Linked DNA regions of Cricetulus griseus: region 2 is linked to region 1. Evidence: chromatin contacts called from public Micro-C data. All regions are on one chromosome and are shown on one strand. Each heading gives the region's core, a stretch centred on a gene start, on an enhancer-like site or on the middle of the called end of the contact. The rest is flanking DNA. Distances are from core to core; before and after follow the strand shown. Region 1 overlaps Pyroxd2 (pyridine nucleotide-disulfide oxidoreductase domain-containing protein 2). Region 2 overlaps R3hcc1l (coiled-coil domain-containing protein R3HCC1L).

Region 1 (6,211 bases), core at 120-2,619:
CAACTGATGTTAGTGCACAGTCTTAGCCAAAGACAGTCCAACTGATGTTAGCCCATGGCCTGTTGTTGCACGGCTCCTTTGGAGAAGTATGTCCTCTCTGGGAGCTCGGTATGCTGGTGAAACACCTGTAAATCAAATCCTGATTTAAATGTCTCAAGGGAACTTCCACTTAAAATGACCTTGTAGTAAATTAGACCGCCGTGTAAATTTTTTAAATGATGTGACTAATTTATCCACCTTGTACATACGGATTTTCACAGAACCGTTGCTTTACAGATTACTTTTAAAGTTTACTTGTTTACTTCTGAAGTGACGGGAGGCAGTTATAGATGAGGGTCCCAGGGTCTTGGAGTCAGCGATATGTGGTTTTAAAATACAGATCTGCCTTCCAAAGTGACATGGGGCAAACTATGTACCTCCTCTGACCCTCCTTTGTTACCTGTATGGAGAGGAAAAACGTCTCTAGAGTTTTAGTGTAGTAGTGACTGTGAATCTCAGTGCCCTTTCTGATGAAGTGAGATAAAGTGGATGGGTGGGGCAGTGGGGTGTGTTAGGTATGGGGTGCAGATAGAGTGACTCCAAAGCCACAGAGAAACCCTGTCTCGAAGAAAAAAAAAAAAAGATAGGAACCAGGTCTTTACACCTTGGGACCAATCACAAACACACCTAACTGGTCACACAAATGGCATCAGAGAAAGGGCAAGGGCAGAAACATGCATGGATCCCTAAAATGCCTATGCTTTTTGTGTTCTACAGAAGCATGGGCTGAGGCTTCACCTCCGAAATCCCTACTCCTTCACCCCCATGCTGGAAGAGGGTACACTGAGCAAGTTGCCCAGGTCCCTTCTGCTGGGCACGGACATGGCTGAAAACCAGAAGCAAATCTCTCAGTTCTCACAGAAGGATGCTCAGGTATGGAAGCAGGCTCTTGAGAGGAAAATGGAAGTCAAGGCTGGGGAGGCTGAGCAGGCCCTGGACAACTTGGTGCATGCTAGCCTTTGACCTCAGGCATTCTGAGAAGGAGTGGTGGACGGTGGTTGAGACCCGTCGACACTGGGACTCGAAGAGCCTGTGTATGTTCATCTGAGGCTGATGAGCAGGTGGTCTCTGCATGCTGAATGTCAGAAAGGGATCCCTGGAATGCTTTATCCCCCTGCTCTTACTCAGAACCCCACATGTTATCCATCCTAAAGCTCACAAAAAGAACGTAGGGCCAGAAAATATTCTTTCAGTTTGACATCAACCCATGACAGCCAAAGCAAGGAAGTGTCTGTGGCGGTGTGCAGATCTGCCTCCCAGAACACACACCAGATGGAGAGTGCAAGCTGCTTCCTGCAGATCTAGTGCAGGAACACACTGGCTGGCTTTGTCCAGATGAGTCAGCGGGTGACGCAATGGGCCTGGTATGGAGGGTTCTGCAGTTGAGGAAATGTTCTAGAATGGCCGCTCTTGTAACAGCCTGGGCGCCAGCTGCAGGTGTGGCACCAACCCTATCACAGAGGAGGCATGCTAATGAAGAAAACCTAGGCTCATGCAGTCCATGTGCTTGCTTTCTGGTGTGCTAATCTAGCACTGGGCAAAGCCCAGATAGCCACAGGCGTATAGCACTTTCCCCTTTACCCAGAGCATCCTAAGCCTGGCTGTGTTAGCTGCTATTCGCCAGACTGTGACCGGCATGCAGACTAGAAGCCGCTTAAAGGAAGAAGGATTTGTGCTGCTTGTTGTTTGAGAGGGAACACTTCCTGGTGGGAAGACATCATGCTGTCAGGAAGGCATTGTGACTGGAGCAGCCCACAGCTGTGGCAGCGGGAGTGCGAGGTGCTGGATGTTTCTTGTTGGCTGTCAGGAGAGCTCGGTGGAAGCAGAGCCAGCCTGTAAGCCCTACATCTTGCCAAACAGTCCCCATGTCCTCTCTTGAGCAGCAGCATCTCATCCTCATACCTGAGCCTGTGAGAGATGTTTCTGATGGAGATCATAGCACCTGGCTGACAGTGGAATTGCCCTCCTGTCATCAGGAACATCCGATGCAGTGTGCTGAGGACCAGCCTCTGCCCTCGCCTAAATCCTGCCGCTGTCAGACATCAGTGGACCTGTGGACATCAGTGCAAGGCCAGGTCCCAGTGCCTGTGTGCCTATCTGCTAGTGACAACACCGTGGGAGACCTAGGACATTTCCCAAGGAATCCAAAGACTCAGTTTATGGTTTTGTCCTTGAAAGTTGTCATTTGGCAAGCCTGGTCTAGGGAAAAGTTTATTATCTAATTATGATTTTTAAGAAGTTCTTTACCACAGAACTTTAGGTAATACCTCAACTTCCTGGGTTTATCCCTATGTCCAACTTCCAGCCCTGTTCCTACCACCAGCCCATGAGAGGCAGGCAGAGTCTGGAACACTGCTGGAGGGGGCTGCTGAGTGAGAGGATGCAGGCTTCTGTGGTTGTATGGGATGAGGCAGCAAGTGGTCAGTGTGTTGGGGAGACATCAGCCTTCCATCAGTCACAAGCAAAGGACACAGAGCTTCTAAATGATTTATATCACAGGGCTCTACCTGTACCCTCAGACACTTGGCAGTTTTGTGTAGCTGGGTTTGACCCATACCGGCTCTTGGCCCTGGAGGCTGTTCTGATGCTCAGGCTTCTCTGCCCTTCACATGTGGGAGTGAGAACTGAGCAAAGCCAAGCTGAGTCACAGCTAGGGATGTGGCCTGAGGAGCCATCAGGGCTGCACTATGGGGTATGACAGCCATATCAAAGTGTGACACAGAAGACCAGGCATGGGGATGGTATTCTGGATTCTGTGGGATTCTGGACCGTTGAGTGCTAACCTGAAGCTCTGTTGCAGGCCTTTCCCAGGTACGAGGAGTTCATGAGTCGCTTGGTGCTAGCCATTGACCCCCTGCTGGATTCTGCCCCCGTGGACATGGCAGCCTTCCAGCATGGCTCCCTGTTACAGAGACTCAGGGCACTGTCCACCCTGAGGCCCCTGCTGAAAGCAGGTAAGTCTAAAGTACAGGAATCCGGGTGTAGAAAGTGACCTCCATGGAAACAAGCCCACTTTCTGGATGCCTGGATCTAGCTTAGAGCTCCAAGACAGCACCAGTGTGTTACAGCTCTAGGAGGAAAGGTATCCTGGAAGTCAGGAGCCAAGGAATACCACAAAGTCATACAAGAGATTTATTGGGAGAGACGGCTGCCTCTGCTTGGGCAAGAAAGAGCAAAGAACTGGGAGGAGCAGGCTTTCTTGTGGTTGGAGCTTTCCAGGATAGAACTTTCCAGGGTGACCTGGGATTGGTGGGATTTTGTGGCCTGATTTTTTTTTTTTTCTGTAGGGCAGAGTTTGGCCACCTGAGTCTTGAGTGGCTGGGCCAGCTAATGGACCACAGAGACTTCCAGGCACTCCCCCCAAAATTTCATTCTACCCTACCCTAAAAATAGGGCCCAAGACAAAGGGTTGTGTTTACTTAGAAGGGTGACCCCCAAGTCACCAAAGGAGGGAAATGAAGGAAGAAACTCCAGGGTACATTAGTTACTTGTGTTACTGTGATAAATACCATGGCCAAGTCACTTAAGGAAGGAAACGTTTATTTTAACTGGAGGTTTCAGAGGGTTAGAGTCCATAATGGCAGAGACAGCATGGCAGCAGGTGGGGGGGGCAGAAAGCTGGAGGATCAAATTCCATCCACATGCAGAAACCAAAGAGAGTGAAAACCGACAGAAGGGAGGAGCTATAAACTCCTAAGCCCCACCCCCAGCGACACACCTCCTCCAGCAAGGCTCACTCCTGAAGGTTCCGCAACCTCCCCCAAAAGTGCCAACAACTGGGAACAAGTGTCCAAATATGTAAGCCTAGTTGGGGGAAATGTTTTACTCAAACCACTTAGAGGGATCATCAGTACTAGGGTGCATGTTGGCACTGGCCATGGGTGGTGGGTGATAAGACACTGGTCCTGCCGAGACTCTCCGCAGAATGTACTTTATAGGAGGTATGCAGGTCCTTGGCCATTTCCAAGAGAAGAAAAGGGCCTCGTCCCCCACTGGTCAGGGGTTGCCTCATGAAACAGTGGCCTCTGGGTCATGCATCTGTAGATGAACTGACATGCTTCCAGAGAAGAAAGGAGAGGCCCGTCTCTCAGTGGCCTCCGCTTGATGCTGTAGGAATTCCAGTGTGTGAAGCAGATCAGAGCACAGAGCTCATTGCTGCAGCCACAGCTAGAACATAATGTAAGAGCCAAGAGAATCTGAAGAGTTGCCTCCAAATGAGAAAGAATACTAAATTTAGACCAAAAATAATAAAAGATCTGTGATCAATTAGGGCTCTCGAGCAGAAGCTTGATCAAGAAGGATGCTGTTATTTTCTACCACCCTTTGGGTACACAGACAAATTCCCATAGCCTAGAAAAATACTGAATCAGTTAGCTATGGTCACAAGAAAAAGAAACCCCACAAAACTCCTTTGGCATCTAAAAGTCAGCATTTATTTCCCATGGGTCTTTGTAGTTCGGTTGATCCCAGCAGGCTCAGTTGGTCTGTCTGGTCTCATACACATGTCTGTGGCTGGGGACAACCAGCGGTGCCCACTCTGCTCTCTGTGTCTGTCATCCTGTGTGGAAGCAGCTTGCTACACTGGGCGTGCACTTCTTACAGCAGTGGAGATGCACAGGGGACGTTACAAATCTCCATCTGTGACACATTTATAAATATTCCGTTGGCTGGCAAGCTACATGGATAAGTCCAGAGTCAAGGTTAGGAGTAGGTCAGCCAGCTATGGCGGGTGGTCATCACAGCATTTATACAGCAGAGAGTCTGGAAATGGCGGGAATGAGTGGACTTTGTCATCGACACCAAAAGTAGACACTCCTTTTCAGATTACCAGTCCTACGAAGCTTCATGCAATTACCATTCATTTTAATAAATATTTATTGAGCAACTACTTTTGCCAACTACTAAGGTTTACAGAGGGACCACAATGGCCAGAACCCTGTCCCGCTGCTAAAATGTAACTGATGCTCACAAAATTAAAGGTCTTTTCTATTTCATTGAATCCTTACAGTAGCATGAGAAATATGTCTTCAATCTTACAGAGAAACAGACTCAGAGCTGAAGATGGTTAAAAAGGGGTGAAAACAGACACTGCTCTTGAATGTCACACTGTCTCCACCAGTCTCTGCCTCTTCCTGTTCTTTCTTCCCTGGGGATGGGAACAGTCTCCTCAAGGGTTGTCTCATCTGCTGTTTCTACTTCTCTTTCAGGGCGCACCCTGGGAGCCCAGCTCCCCCAGTACTACCAGGTCCTCACAGGCCCCATCTCCAAGGTGAGTGTGGCCAGATGATGGCCTAGGGACTTCTCCTGTCACCCAGGCCCTTGAGCCTTTCTGTGGCTTTGCTCTCCAGGTGCTAGACCACTGGTTTGAGTCTGAGCCTCTAAAGGCTACTCTGGCAACAGATGCTGTGATTGGAGCCATGACAAGCCCCCACACTCCAGGGAGTGGGTGAGTAGGGACCAAGGTGGCTGGGGGTGAGCGGGGAGCGGGTGGGGGGACTGATGAAGAGGAACATACTTCCCAATGAGAGGAAGCTCACAGACTGCCATTTTCTGAGCTCAGCTCGTGCGCCAGTCATGAAGCTCCGCATGTCATGCGTGTTGAATGAGCTCTCAGGGTCATATCTGAAAACGAGTTCAAAGAGGTGTCCTGCCCAAAGTCACATAGTTAATGCGAGGCAGAGCTGACTTCCAGTGCATGCTGTCTGAACCCCAGCTACGCTTTTCCAGCGTCTCCAGGAAAAGCCTCTTCCTGCTCTCGGGGTCTTCTGTCCCCATCCTGCGCCTCCTCTCTCCCTCCTGACTTTGTGCAAAGCCCATGTCTCTCCTCTCGCTGCATACTCACTCACTGGCCTCCTCCCAGGGATGAGAAGCTGCCCTGCTCTGTGAGCAGATGTGTCTGGAGCCCAGGCGGAGAGGGGCCGTCAGACACCGTGAGGGCTGTGCTTGTGGTTGTGAATGCGAGAGTTGTCAGTGAGGCTTATCTCTCCAGGATGAAGGCAACCCCCAAGAAGTGGCTTTTCACCAGAGGTCAGGCCAGTCCTGAATCCCCCAGGGCCAGGGAGAAGCATCAGCAGCATGTATGTCACTCTGCCAAGCTCTTAACTAACCAGCCAGTGTGGATCTGGGGCCTCCTATCCTTTTCTCTCGGGGTCCCAGGGAAGCTGAGCTCCTG
Region 2 (5,648 bases), core at 1,072-3,571, 200 kb after region 1:
TATGCATGTATGCATGGCTGTACATGCATAGTAGACAGCCAATGCTCCCTCAAAATTTTAAGGTAATAGAGCAGCTCACATATACTTACCTACCCCATGTTCTTCCAACCTATAAGATTTATTTTTTCATCATCTTTGGCACAAATCCTAAAATGCTATCTGCCAGGTCTCATGCCCAATAAATATGCACCCACAAGCAATTATGGAGATAGATAGCTTCTGGGGAGGGGGCACTCTTTGGTCAGGTCCCAGTGCTGGCCTGTGGTTAGGGGGAAGGAGAGGGGGGAGGGGTGTGGTCCTGTGATTAATCACTGCCCACTCTGCTTAGGGGTATTTATCACAGCCCACTGTCAGGTAAATCACTGGAAAAACACCTCTTCAGTAATTAATGTGAAGTGACGGATGGACAGCCCCTGGGCCCATTAATCAGGAACATCAGCAGCCTACTGAGATTATGAATGTCAGGATGCATAAACTGCTGCTGGATCAATAAGCCCAGGAATTCATCCAAGGCTCTCATTTCCGAGGCATCTCCGGTACATTAGGTTCTCTCAAGCCCTCCCTCAATCTGAAGTGAAAATCAAGGCTTCAGAACAAAACAGGAGCTGAGGCCTGAAATGACCACTCCAATGACATGGTCAAGGAAGATGGCTTTGACTAGCAAAGGTACCAGGATGGGCAACCAATCAGTGTGTGTGGTACCACACATTGATCAAGAGGCTCTCTCAGAAGGTGTGGTACCCTGGAAACACAGCTTAACTAGGAAGACATAGTTGACTTCACTTACCAAAATCTCATTATCCATTTTAGGTATCATCCTGCTTCTTGCTTATAATCTGTTACCCATTCCCCTGACCCATACTTTCTTCCTTTCATATAAGAACCACTAATGCAGGGAGAAATAAAAATGAAAATTGAATTTTCACTACCTAAGATTCTGGGTAAATTTTAGTTTAATAAGAAAAAAAATGTATGAAATAAAATAATTAAATTATTTAAATTTAATTTAACCCCATCACTCATTACTATGATGAACATGGAAGAATTATCTATAGTGCTAAGCAAAAATATTCTCCACAAAAACCTTAGCTTAACTTGAAAAAATTATCTGGAGCTCAAAGAGAAAGAATATGTCATAATCCCAAGTGTAACCAAATTTTGTATAGGAAGGAAGGTTGAATACTGTAGGCTGGCAGTGACGGGAAGGAGACTGCCCTTAGCGCCACATCCCGCCAAACCCCAGTGCTGTGTTTTGTGGTCAGACTCAGGCCAGAGCTACAATTGTTGGTTAGAAAGTGTCTCAGAGTTACGGCTGCCTGTTCCGCTAAATCTCATTTCATCCTACTGATGGATGGATGGACAGATGGCTGCTTGGTGAAAGCAGCATTATCAGCCAGCTTCTATGGAGCCTCTGAATGATGGATAGCCCTCTTTCTACTTTCTCCAAACCACCATCGATCCAAGCCATATTTCAGCGGTCAGAAGCCCAGTAATATTAAGACACACAATCAGGTTAAGTTACTTGCAGTATAAACCTCTAAAACAGAAATCTTAACACCTCTGCTTTGCTGTCATGAACTAGGCTAAAAATGCCACAGTTTGATTCTTTCTAGCTGCTAACACAATGAATTCCAACAGCTCAAAGCCCAAAGGGAACAGCTGGGCTCTATTCCTAGCAGTACTTGAAAAGCTGACTCGCTTGCCAAAATTTTTACTAGCCAGTTCATTTCTGGGAAATGAACTCTGCAGCAGTGGTGAGCAGATCTGTGAATATGTGTATCCAGTGGAGTGTGAAACTATTAGAACCATCAAACCACCTACAGTTTGTCAGTGATGCCATCAATAGCCCCAAACATGTGGAGTTTTGGACCTACCAAGTATACCAACACCAAGAATGCTCATTAAAGCAAGGACAGATTAAAATCCTGTCTTACAAAGAATTCTAAAACGTTGTATGTATCTAGTCTGCTTGTCCAGCCTCTATTCTCTTATTTGCATATCAAATTGTTAAATCCTAATCCTTGCTTGCTCTCACAAGCACATGTCTGTATCCATTTGTTCTGTAGACTTATAACCATCGTACAATTATCTGGCTACTTAAGAGTCCATGCCTGCCTTTGTTCCTTCCACGTTACCCTTGGCTCTCCAGAAACTCAAGAGTCATACAACTGAACTCTGTATCAAAATTAATTCCACTTTTATGGCTAGAAAAAATAGAATGTGACATCATCTTTGTGATATGGAATCCTAGAGCTCACAAATCTTTTTCTGTGTTTATTCATTCCCAAATAATCTCTAAATGACTCACCATCAACCCCCCTGCACCCACTCAGGATGACCTGGCTCCTAGTCTTTCAACTGGTGACTGAACTGGTGCTGCTTTGAACCTATGCTCAGGTCATTTATTTATCTTTTTGTGGGGTAAGCAGATGTCTCACTAGAGTGGCAACTGTCTGTCTTCAGTACTTATGCCTTCAAAATCACCAACAGCTCTTTTTACCAAAACAATGCACTATATTTAAAATATGTTCCTTTGCTATAGTGTTCTATTTAAGAACAGTATTGTCTTTCACAGAAATATTAAGAATATCTACAGAATTATGCACTACTGCAAAAAGATCAAGTAGGTTAAAAATAAGCAACCTAATATTTCAAATAAAGATACCAAAGGTCCAAGGATTTTATTGTTTTGTTTTTGAGAAAAGATCAAGGATTTTGTTTTGTTTTATTTTTGAGACAGGGTCTCCCTATGCAGTAACCCTGGCTGGCCTGGAACTCAATATGTAAATCAGGCTAGTGTCGAACACAGAGATCCACCTGCCTCTGCCTCATGAGTGCTGGGATTAAAGGCATGCGCCACCATGCTCAGCTCAGATCCCATTATGTATGCCCATGGCTACAGAAATATTAAACATCGATAAGAGGCTGGGACCTACTTATAAATGCCATGCTCCCTCTGCTATCTTCCTTGAGACATTTCATTTTCACCATTGGCATTTCAACAGGAGAGAGGCCATGGGGTGAACACTGTGTGTGTTTGAATAAGGGAAGTGACCACAAAGGCCCAAACCTGGTGACATTACTATTGTGCTTCCCATCCAAGATGAGCACTGGTTGTCGGGGAGTCATTAACTATGTTAAGAGAATAAAATCAGATAAAGCCCTGACAATCTCCACACTCTTAATTTGTCCCAGTTTTATCAAGAACATAGAAAACAAGAAACTGAAGAATCAGAAAGCAAGAGGCCCTACAACTCACCCTAAATGGTCAAGGATATGGGTGAAACGTGCCCCTTTCATTTTCATGAATGATACACATTCTGGTCAGAAACAAAGCATTAGATGACTGACTGACTTCCCCCTCTGGTGGCTAGAAAGTGTTACTACTGCACTCCAGAATTTCCAACCTACCTCTCCACACTGCTCTAAATGACCACAGAACACCACTACAAAGAACAAATACGTGAAGGGGAGGTAGGAAAGATAGAAAAACATAGTGGTGAACTCTATTGAAAGAGGCGGAATCAGACACATGATGGCGGACACCAGTATTGATGCTGGGCCAAACCCTCTTCTTGGCATTGGGGAACATGGCAGATGAGTTTCTAGCTTTCACGGAGCTTAGCGTTTGGCTCGTGAGGAAAACTTCTGAGAGACAATAATAATAAGTAGGATTGACTCCATGCCAAAAAGAGGCCTGGTAACTTATAAAGAAGCCAATGGAGACCAATTTCAATTCAGAATGAGATTCCAGCACTTCGTAGTGGTGGGCTGAATGTAAGAGACACCAAATAAGAACCAAGGCCCACCCTCCACCTCCAGTTATGGCAGCTTGGGCATCACCATGGTTAATTAGCAAGTATGTGGTGGAAAAATGGTAGAGAACGAGAAGTGCAATAGGAGATGCCATGGTGGTGAGGAACAGCCCAATCTGAGTAGCCTGGGCTGCCACCTGAACCATGGAGATGTCCCAGCCCATGCTGCTGCTGAGGGTCATGTCTGGGTCCATGGCCCTGCAGCACAAGAGGTCTGGGCCAATGTCCATGACCCAGGTTACCACCAATGGCCATGTAGATACCCCTGGTCTGGGCTGCCGCTTAGGGTCATGTTGATGTTCAAGGACTACGCAGAGCTGGCCACAGCCCTCCACGGCTCTGAGCACTTGGGCAGCAAAGTAGAGCTGGCCTTGGTGGTGGGAACGGAGGTGAAGTAGCTGAGGATGGGAGCTCAGGAGAGTTAGCCCTCATTGTAGGTCTTACAGTGGTGTGGGCAAAAGAGAGATGCTCTCTCACTATGGCAAGGAGAACTGTCCCTGAGAGTAGGAAAGATGGCCCCACCCCTCACTAGCTACAGCCTGGGTGTCGCAGTAGACCAGTAGAGCAGTAGAGGTAGCCCTGGTGTGTGGGCATAGGAAAACTGACCTTACCCCTCTCCAGGGCAGTGCTGGAGAGCTGGCCCTGAAGGTGTGAATGAAAAAGATGGTCCAGCTGCCACAGGCAAGACAGCTGGCCCTGCCCCTCACCTGGGCAAAGCAGTAAAGATGATCACGATGGCACAGGAAAGCTAACCAACTCAACTACCACCCAGGCCCAGATCCAGGGCTTTGAGTCTGCCCGTCCCAACATCTACCCCATCTAAGAACTGCTAGAACATGTGAAGGGGCTGGTCCTGTACGATCTCCATGACACAGGGCAACAACAGGATATCCAAGAGAAGTCATGATGTGGATCCAGTATTGGTGGTATAGCAGAAACCAGAGGCCTCAGACCAGACCAAATACTCATTGCAATGAGTATTTGCAAGCAAAGCTGTTCTGGAAAAGGGGTATACTAGGTGACAAGCCATCAAACACTGCAGCTTCCACAGTGAAGTTTTTTTCATTTTTATTCTTTATTTTTTATTATTTTTACTTTTTGTTTTCTTTTGGGGGAAGGTTGCAAGGACGAGGGCAGATATGGAGGGATGAGAGGAGATGAGTGGGATTAGGGTACATGGTGTGAAATTCACAAAGAATAAAAAGTTTTTTTTCAATTCAGGTTGCATAATCTCTTTATTTTAAAGATGAGAAGACTAGTTGGAGAGTTATCTCAGACTTACAACTATTTGAGTGGAAAGTCAGACCAAAATCCGTATCACCTATCAACTAAACTAATAATTTTATCACCCACTTTTCCACCAAGTGTATGCTCAAGATATAAGCTCAGCAAAGTTTAATCAGGAAGTTAATTGTGCTGCAAAAATAATCACATAATGCACATCAAAGCCAAATATATTATCCACGCTAATGCTCATCTCCATTAGTGTAAATGGTCAGGACAGCTTTCCTATCTGATACCCACAAAAATGAGCCTCACACACTAGACAAGAGCTCTACAACTGTTCTCCCAAAGAGAGGGAAAAATTATTTTAAGAATTCCAAAAAGAAGCACTTCACTCAAAAAACAAACACAAAAACCCAATCTGGTGTTAAATGAGTAGTAAACAGTGGCAATTCTATAAACTATGTATTACATAGGTTCATAGAAAGGTTGTTCTATATGTATTAGCCAAATACCAAATACATTTTAGATTAATCAATTTTTAAACTCATTTGTACAGCTAACTTAAACCAATATGAAGATTCGGATCTTTCATTTTTCCAATTTGGT

Evidence for each region. A called contact is a pair of places that touch in the nucleus more often than the background predicts.
Region 2: a Micro-C map of the CHO-K1 cell line shows a contact between it and region 1, with 2.2 times the contacts expected there. The contact joins two enhancer-like sites. A contact is called at or near these places in 2 of 8 Hi-C or Micro-C datasets (the CHO-K1 cell line and fibroblasts).

Annotation. Positions count from the first base shown.
Region 1 is chr3:18,822,067-18,828,277 of CriGri-PICRH-1.0, forward strand. Pyroxd2 (pyridine nucleotide-disulfide oxidoreductase domain-containing protein 2) reads left to right here. Exons shown (of 16, transcript XM_027407286.2): 5 at 757-912; 6 at 2,840-2,993; 7 at 5,247-5,308; 8 at 5,388-5,485. Among named protein-coding and RNA genes, the nearest start is that of Pyroxd2, 15 kb to the left of the region's middle. Within about 2 kb of position 1,370, at least 6 of the 6 cell types and tissues checked have open chromatin away from gene starts, as enhancers often do. A contact at or near this core is called in the CHO-K1 cell line, where this site is marked.
Region 2 is chr3:19,019,355-19,025,002 of CriGri-PICRH-1.0, forward strand. All of the region lies in intron 2 of R3hcc1l (coiled-coil domain-containing protein R3HCC1L), which reads right to left. Among named protein-coding and RNA genes, the nearest start is that of R3hcc1l, 25 kb to the right of the region's middle. Within about 2 kb of position 2,322, at least 1 of the 6 cell types and tissues checked has open chromatin away from gene starts, as enhancers often do. A contact at or near this core is called in the CHO-K1 cell line, where this site is marked.